Regions from separate parts of the Mus musculus genome. Here region 1 is linked to region 2. A link is a contact called in public promoter capture Hi-C data. All regions are on one chromosome and are shown on one strand. Each heading gives the region's core, a stretch centred on a gene start, on an enhancer-like site or on the middle of the called end of the contact. The rest is flanking DNA. Distances are from core to core; before and after follow the strand shown. Region 1 holds the start of H3c11 (H3 clustered histone 11). Region 2 overlaps Gm32525 (a long non-coding RNA gene).

Region 1 (4,441 bases), core at 1,896-4,395, 550 kb before region 2:
TTGATTTACAAAAGCTAAAGTTCAATGTTAGCTAGTAACAGCAATTTGTACTTAAGGTCACCATATGACAGCATCCTGTATTGATTTTCAACCATATTGGAATACATAACTAGTTTACAGGAGCAGTCTTATAAGATAAACATGTGCAAACTGGCAACATGAAAAGAGTCCACCTCTTAATGGCAAAGTGAATGTAAGCCGTTTGGAAGGTATCCAGGATTTGACCTATTTGGTCTAGCACAAAGGCAAACTCCAGCAAGCCTGGTCTGTCCAGGTTCTTGACCCGTGTGCAGCAACTGTCTTTCCTCATCAGTACCGAATGAGGCTCTTGAAAGGATAAAGAATGAATGTCCCCACATTACTGCTTTTTTAGAGTGGAGCCCTAGTTTCTACTTTTCCCTTTACTGAAGAATTCTGGCTTTAGTACCTATGTTTGGAAGCAAAGGAGAATCCAGGAGAGTAGAATGCCAGGGATTTCTTTCACAGGCCCAATCTCTTTCAGTATTTAACTCAGTCTCACCAAGAAGAATATTAGCAGGATTAAACATGCTCAAGGCAACCAAACCGGCCAAGTTTCAAACTACTTTATATAGGGGACTTAATGTTTAACCCCAAGTATATCACTTGGGTATAAGGATTAATTGAAGATGACACTGAACACAGGGATGGTGAAACACTTGACAGAAGTCTCCCTTTACAATGCCATGAAGAAAAATTTCCATTATTGTGCTCTGACCTACCAAAAATAATGCCCATCATTGAGGATTTTTGCTGGTTAGCCTCTCCTGTTACTAGTTTGTGTATTTACCTTCCCATGTATTTATTCTCCAGATCCTTAAAAGAGCCAGTAAACTTCATTTTTACGTTTTCTTGAGCTTGCTTGCTGCAAAGCTTTCTCTGTATATATTTTATAAATCATTCTCCCTGCTAAGATGCCATTTGTCAAGTCAATTTGCAGGTCCCAGGTACCAAGCTTAAAGTTAGATGAAGTTTCTTTTCTTTTCTTTCTTTTCTTTTCTTCTTTTTTCTTCCTGTTTTTATCTCTTTTCATTAAAAAGAGAATAGGACTCAAGTGTTTTGTGTTATAAAATTTCAAATAATGTGCACAGAGCCTGTGCTTTTCCCATAAGTAGAATGCTTTTTGGTTTTAAAGTAATTGTTGCAAGGAAAGCAGATTCTTGAGGCTTTTCTGCAGGATGCCAAGACCACTCACAACCTACAAGCCCCGGAGAATGGAGTCATTAACAGACAGCTTGGACACTTCACAATATACTTACAAAAACTATTAAAATTAAAGGTGGCATTACTTCCAAGAGTAACAAAAATGTTGACACATTTTAAAGGTAAATATCACTGACATTGCAAGAGAAGAATGGGAGAAAACTCATTTGCTCTAGAAGATAGTATAAGGTGTTTGGTAATTCTTTCCAAACAGCTAGAATCTCAAGAACCAAGCAACACCGTTGCCTTTAAAATGGGTTTTCTAGCAATAAAGTCATCTTTGGCCTCTGCATTGTGCCTCTTTTTTGTAAATGTAATGGAGAGAATGTCTGGGTGCAGTTGTTTTCCATGGGTAGAGAAAGAGGACAGGAGCCAGTTTTTTTTTTATCTCCTCCCTCTGCAAATAATAATAATAATAATAATAATAATAATAATAATAATGGAGCAACAACTCTGATTCTTGAATGATTTTGGAATGAAGAAAACAGGAATCACTTTTCAGCAGATATGTGGCAAGTCTGAGAAAAGCACAGGGGGAAGCAGCACAAAGATGGAGTTTGAATCTCTCCTTCCCAAATAATTACATATGGAAAAAAAAAACCAACCCATTTTGGCAAAGTGTGGGAGCTCAGGGGCACATCTAAGCTTCAACTACACTGATACACCTTTACCATTCTAATTCGCAGGCTGTTTAGCTTTTGTTATAAAGAAAGCACTTTGCACATCTGACATTGTCAGAAACATTTGTCTTCAGCCCTCTTAGGCTCTGAGTACATCAACCAAGCACAAAGACTACGCTGTGAGTGAAGGCAGGTTAGGCGCCTGACTCGTAAAGGATGACCTGTGGGTAGCTCCGAATGTGGGGTGGATAGAGCTATTTTCAAATGAGCGTCTTCAGCAGTTCTTTTTTCCTGATAATCTTGGTAAGGTTCTCTGGTAAACAGCAAGTAAATATTGCTTGTGCCTGATATTCCCAATTAGGCAAAAAGCCTGTTCATAAAACAACATGCTTACTGTCTGATCTTATTGCTTTTGTTTCTGGCAAATTTGACCACATTAAGTGGGGGAAAGGGCCTGGGTAAAAAAAACGGCACCAAGCACTCCCGAAAAGTCATGTGCTGAATATCACCAAGCCTGCCATCGTCTTCCTGGCTCAGCAGGATCATCAGATCACCCCTTGCTGAGTTACTCCAAAGGCTGCCTTAGTCTCCTAGAGCTGTATACATAGTGTGTGTGTGTTGGGCGGTGGGGTGGGGCTGCTATCTGTGAATTCCCAGCGTTCGCTTTTAACCTTGAATGGTGTAACTTTGTAACTTGTAAATAATGAATGCCAACCTGGGAATGCCCCTGTCCCCTACAGTGTTGCTGTAGAAGAGTAACAGAATCTCAAAGCCTTCTGGATCTCAAAGCCCTAGTAAGTTGCAGATACACTGATTTTGAATTTTTTTCGCGCCAAAATCGCAACCGCTGAAAGGCAGTATCAATTGCAACTTCTAAAAGTTTCCGGTCATAAAAGTGTTGCAAGCAGTTTTTGAGCGAAATCAAGTGTAAGAAGTGCTCATGACTCCAGGAATAACTTTTTTTTTTTTTTTTTTTTTGTTAATTTTCCTTTCAGATTTCTTTCCATTAAATTTCTGCCCCCAAATAACGGTGCTCTTGTTTAAATAAATAGCGAAGAGGTCTTTTGACCTCCAAAGCCAACATTATCTCGAGATGATAAATTCTGGGAGTTGCTAGAGTAATTGTTATGTAAAAAGATGAAATTTGTACGTTAAATATAAAATGTAGGCAACGTTTTTCCTTTCCTTACTCGGTTTAAACGCGGACCAATCCCCTGTCTGGAACTATGATGTCAGCAGTTTACTGTCCAATCCAAAAGGGTGGCTTGTTATATATATACTTGGGCTTTTCCATCTCAACACCACTTTATTCACTTTCTAGTGTACTGAGATGGCTCGTACTAAGCAGACCGCTCGCAAGTCCACCGGCGGCAAGGCCCCGCGCAAGCAGCTGGCCACCAAGGCCGCCCGCAAGAGCGCCCCGGCCACCGGCGGCGTGAAGAAGCCTCACCGCTACCGTCCCGGCACCGTGGCGCTGCGCGAGATCCGGCGCTACCAGAAGTCGACCGAGCTGCTGATCCGCAAGCTGCCGTTCCAGCGCCTGGTGCGCGAGATCGCGCAGGACTTCAAGACCGACCTGCGCTTCCAGAGCTCGGCTGTCATGGCTCTGCAGGAGGCCTGTGAGGCCTACCTCGTGGGTCTGTTTGAGGACACCAACCTGTGCGCCATCCACGCCAAGCGTGTCACCATCATGCCCAAGGACATCCAGCTGGCCCGTCGCATTCGCGGGGAGAGGGCGTAATTCCCCTACCTGTTAATAACAAAAGGCTCTTTTCAGAGCCCCCTCCTTTGTCACCAAAAAGCGGCTGTTTACCTACCTCAGGTCCAACATCTATCATGTTTTCCAGTATCTGAGCATATGTGCTACATCCTCCTAAGGTGTTCAAATATAGGTGAGGTTAGTTTACAATCTAGAGGCATGTGCCTTTGAAACAACCTGACTTCAAGGTGGCAGTCAACTAAAATGTGTGGAAGTTAGCTCCTACAGCAAATCTGTAGATTCATGCTTTCTGGATACTATATAGTGCTACTGGTTAATGCAAAATCCCCAGGCGTGTTCCCTAAGTCTGCAAATTGCTTTCATAAGGAACATTACTTGATTAGTGTGTTTATTTGGGGGGGGGGGCAAGGTTTGGAATTTGGCAATCTTGAACCCTTTTAAGTGCTAACATTGGCCCTTTGTAATTAGCTTCATGCTGTGACAAGTTTGAGTCAATATGTCTGACGTACGTGGTTTTCTTTTAACCATATATGGCTTGCCGGTTTTGTACACCATTCCCAGAGTATGTGTAACAAATATGTTGGATTCTTTAGCAGCCTTGCCAGCCTCTGTACTGTTAAGACAGCCTCCTTTATTTTATTTATTTATAGATAAGGACTCAAAAGTAGCCCAGTGCTCAACGTTGGACTTGCTTGAATATGTAGCACGGAAAACCTTGTAATCCTAATCTTGCTTCAGTTATAATCGATAGGATTATAGGTGTGCCCCAATAAATTATGCTTAAGAAAGATTGCTATTGTCCAAAACAAAACAAAGCAAAACCCCAGACTGTGTTTCTTTGGAAAACAAAGTAATAAAATTATTTGTGATTTATTAATGC
Region 2 (4,478 bases), core at 1,779-4,278:
ATTGTAACAGTGTATAGCACATTGGACTTCTTAATCTTCAAAGCTAGTAATATTCTAGGTTTAATATTTTCAATAAAACCTACCCTATGTTATTTAAGACTTTACAAGCCTTAGTAGGACATGCAACCAAAGTAGTGGGGAAAGCATACATAACTTTGATTGGGTTTGCAAACCAGTAAAAGCTATAGTTATATAGTATATACTTTTGGGTATGAGATGCAAATGTTAAAGTCATCATAGTTATCAATTTATCGGCATAGTTATCGATTCGTAGTTATCAGTTGAATTTCTGGAATTCAACCAGTGACCTATAGTTCATTATCCTCTTCCAATTGATCTATTTCAACTACCTGGAGTCTCCTTTCTTAACCATTCTCTCAGAATATTGAAACTTTCATGTGTAGGATCAGTGTATTTTTAAAATGTCTTTCTTTACCTCAGGACCAGCCACCATTCAAACCCTTAATGTTGGCTCTGCGGTCCTCTGTGTCTGAGAATGTGTTTACATTTGAAGTTAATTCGCTAAGTTCCTTCCACAGGTGTTGGTGATGGAACTCAAGTGTTTCAGGATTTTTGATTATTGTACATAGAAAACCTAATTGTCAGCAACATGTAAAAGCTTAAAAAGATACTGAGGTTGTCAGATGCCCTTAGCTAGTTATGTCCTGAAGAGATACAGTTCGGTGTGCCTCTAAGAGCCTCCATAGAGTAGAATGATAAAGAATGGAGAGTTCCTGCCTATTTTAAGGCAAATTGCTTGGTAGAGGTCTTGTTGTCTTTGCTCTATAACCTGAGGCAAAGTCAGCTAGAGCTGACTTTGGCCTAGACCTAGCCCACCATAAAAGTTAAAGGGTTTGAAATTTGGTCAGTTTAAAATGGCAGTCATGTATGTGGTTTGGAGGCAGAATTCTTGAACATCTTTTGATAGTATGATCTTACTATATAAGAAAAGCAAAACTTCATTCTTGTGAGTCATTTAAATGTGTACAATGTACATATCGGTACTTAGAGTTTCTGTTTTTATTTTTAAAAAAAACACACACACAACTACTCTTTGATTAAAAAAAAAAAAGTGAAATGGTGAGGCCCTACTGACTGGGCACCCGCCTCACCACAATAACAGTGGCATGATTCAGCCTGCCAAGGGTGTAGGGACAGAGCTAAAGACTTCTTTTACAAGCAAAGGACCTTTGATAGAGCTCTGGTTTTTGGCTTGGAAGAGCCTTTGTGAAAGTGTAAGACCCCCCGAAGTTGGGCCTCCGCTCAAGTCCTGGGATGAGCTGCCCAGCACCCCAATGACTTGAGAGAAAACCACACCTGATGCAAACTGCAAGAGGTTTTATTATCAGCTAGCTGAGGACGAAGTCCTTCTGCAGTGCAGGGCAGGGAAGTTGGACTCCAAGTTGCAACAGTAGGGGGGCTTTTAACAGCTAGCTAAGGAATTGGGAGGAGTTGGGAGGAGAGTTGGGAGGAGTTGGGAAGAGTTGGGAGGAGTGTTCTTCTCTGCCTGGATGTCCTTGGTAAAATTACAATTATCGCATCTCTGGCTGTAAGGCTCAGAAACCAAAAGGCTTTTTGCTGGCTATAGAGAACAAAGAGCTTCTTTCTAGCTGTATTTTTAGAGATCAGGGAAACAAGCTTGGGGAATGACCAGGGGCTTTACCTTCTAGGGAGAAATGCTCTAAGTCGGGGTCTCACAGAAGGAGCTCCTAACAACAGATAGGGATTTTCTCTTTGGACTTGCAGGAAAACAGAGAAGCAGCTGCAGCTGCAAGGCACAGGTTACACAGTATTCTAGGAAAGAGAACCAAGGGGCCCTCTTGGGTTTGGAGGCACTCAAGAGAAAGGCAGACTAGCTCAGTAGAATGACACATAGAGACTTCTAAAGAGCTAGTAGTTTAGTTGTAGGATCGGGCTTGTAAATAGATACTTTGTATATAGTTAAGAAAATAAAGTTATCTCGGTGAGCTAGCAGGGTTTTACCTCAATTTACATCTCTGGTGTCGTGTCCTTATTGGTATAAATATTAATTTACACCCAAGTTCTCACATGGCTAGGCAAATGTTCTGACTCTAGGCCTTATCCCCCAACTCGTGTTTACCTTCCAGGGACATGGCAGAAAGAAATGAAGGAGCTGAGCTTGGAAGGCGGATACAGTCCCTGCTTCTAATCGAAAACAAAACAAAACCCCAAGAGCAGCAGATCCCCGTGGCTATTTTTCTGTTGTTATTGTTGTCGGCCAGTCCCCTTGCGTTTGTACTGGCTGTGTTGACAGTCACTCAAGCTGGTGCCAGACTCTGGGTTGAAACAGGAATGGTTGTTTACAGGAGCACATCACCAGACGCACAGTTTCACCCCAAGATGTCAAGAAGCTCCTCCTTACAACGGAGTCACAGTTCATCTTTCTTGCTGGGTGGGGTGGGGTGGGGTGGCTGAGACCTTGAGAACACACATAAGGAAGCATTTTCTTGTTTGATTCAGAAACCCCTGGTTTCCACAGCTCCTAGGGGATTTCCCAGTATCCTCTGGATGGAATCACTGGATTTTACTGCTGTGAAATATAACTCGGTAAGGGGATGCCTGGTGGGTCCATGCTAATGTGTGCCTCTGAGAAATTATGCCATGCAACAGGTCTGATATAAAGAGGGAAGGGAGGAGAATGAGATCCTGGGGAAAGGGCAGTGGCAGACAAGTGGACAGGTAGACAGGCAGATAGACCAGACCGGAGCAGAGCTATGAGGGCAGGGCGGGGTGGGGAAGGGGGTGTGCAGAGAAGGACAGAAAGGCTTCAGCCACAGAGCAGATGAACTTGCCAGCAAGTGTGAAGACAAACAAACAAAAAGCAAAAGCTCTCATCTTTCCTGTCCTTTTCTGTGAGGTGTCACCAGGAGAAGCTCAGATTTAGAGTGTATTTTCCTATCTCAAATAATCTCATCAAGAAAGTCTCCCCCGGATGTGCTCAGACGGTTGGCATTTAGTTGATTCCAGATGTGGTCACGTTAGCTACAATCCCTCCGGCTGGGAAACTAAGAGACTGTGTGTGTGTACATCATCTACTCTGACATCCGCCTAAGAGGTTCTGTGGCTCAGAGTCTGCCGCAGTTTTGTTGCTGTGATAAAACTATGACCAAAAGCAATTTAGGGAAACAGGGTTTAAGACATATTAGAAGTTAGACTCCATCATAACAGAAAGCAAGGGCAGGAACTCAAGCAGAAGCTATGTAGAAACCAGTTACTGGCTTACTCCACTTACTGTTTTGTTTTGCTTTGGTTTGGTTTGGTTTTTTTAGAGACAGGATTTCTCTGTGTAGTCCTGGCTGGCCTGGAATCCCTCTATAGACAGACCAGACTGGCCTTAAACTCAGAGTTCACTTGGCTCTGCTTCCCTAGTGCTGGGATTAAAGTCATGTGCCATCACTGCCCAGCTTCAGCTTATTTTATTATATAACCCAGGACCTTTTGCCCAGGGCTGGCACTGCAGACAATGGACTGGGCCCTCCCACATCAATCATTAATCAAGAAAGTGCCCCCAGCGACTTGCCTACAGCCAGTCTGATAGAGGCAATTCCTCAACTGAGAGTTCCTGCTTCCCAAGTCGCTTTTCTGTCAACTTAAAAAAACCTAACCACTACAAGGTCCAAATTGTGTAGGTTTAAAATAAACATTTTGTATCATGTGTTTGTGTACAGGAAATGAAAACCAGTCAGGGAACTGAGTGTTTCTGTGTGGGACATTCAGGAGCCTGCACTCAGGCCCTGGGCATCGCCCAACCCATCTCAAAGGTAGTATTCAAGGTCCTTCCAGAACCATCTTGTTGTAGTCTTTGGGCCCCCATTCCTGGCTTAATTTCTTCTTATCACTGGGTGTAAGGAGGCACTTGTGACTTCAGATCATGGAACCAGGCACCGTGGGAGACTTTAGTCAGTAGAGCTTGAATTGGGATGGGTAATATTGGAAATGCCTTTGAAAAAGAATACAGCACAGCATTTTGAATGTTAGGATAGCCTTAAGGACATTTACATCCACACAACTTCCACCCCTCACAGGGAAGCAGTAGGCCTCACACAGCCATAACCCTTTCCTTTCAAGACTGTCTAAGGCTTGAGCTAGAGTGGGGCTTAGTGGTACCTAGAGGGTCTGAGTACCACAAACAAACTGTTAACTGAAATTACAAAAACTTCTCAACCTCTCATTTCTCCTGGAAAAAGCAAAACAAAAAAGATGAGGCTGTTGAAGGATAGTCTTAAAATAAACAGAACTGGGTAACTGTGTCTCATTGGGATCAAAATTCAGTTGGGCACAATGGTATGTATTATCCTCAGGCAGACCTGTGGGCCCTATTTTTAAATCTATTTTATTGGGTTCTTATACCTACCACCCTTCCATGCCTTATTCTACCCTAATTCCTTCCAACCTCCCAACACTAGGTAGAAGAGGAAAGTTAGAGGAAAAAGTGGGTGTAGACCTCTTTAGACTAC

The links. Promoter capture Hi-C pulls out the DNA fragments that hold promoters and counts their contacts.
Region 1: a contact with region 2 is called in a promoter capture Hi-C map of second pharyngeal arch cranial neural crest. The contact joins the promoter of H3c11 here to the enhancer-like site in region 2. A contact is called at or near these places in 4 of 39 promoter capture datasets (cranial neural crest, embryonic stem cells and second pharyngeal arch cranial neural crest) and 4 of 115 datasets of contacts at active chromatin or transcription factors (embryonic stem cells, large pre-B cells and memory CD8 T cells).

Annotation. Positions count from the first base shown.
Region 1 is chr13:21,782,101-21,786,541 of GRCm38.p6, reverse strand. H3c11 (H3 clustered histone 11) reads left to right here and starts at 3,145. Exons shown (of 1, transcript NM_178207.2): 1 at 3,145-3,627. The coding sequence starts at 3,172. The coding sequence ends at 3,582.
Region 2 is chr13:21,235,876-21,240,353 of GRCm38.p6, reverse strand. The region is part of intron 1 of Gm32525 (a long non-coding RNA gene); the gene reads left to right. Among named protein-coding and RNA genes, the nearest start is that of n-TAtgc11, 2.8 kb to the left of the region's middle. Within about 2 kb of position 3,028, at least 6 of the 459 cell types and tissues checked have an H3K27ac peak or open chromatin away from gene starts, as enhancers often do. A contact at or near this core is called in second pharyngeal arch cranial neural crest, where this site is marked.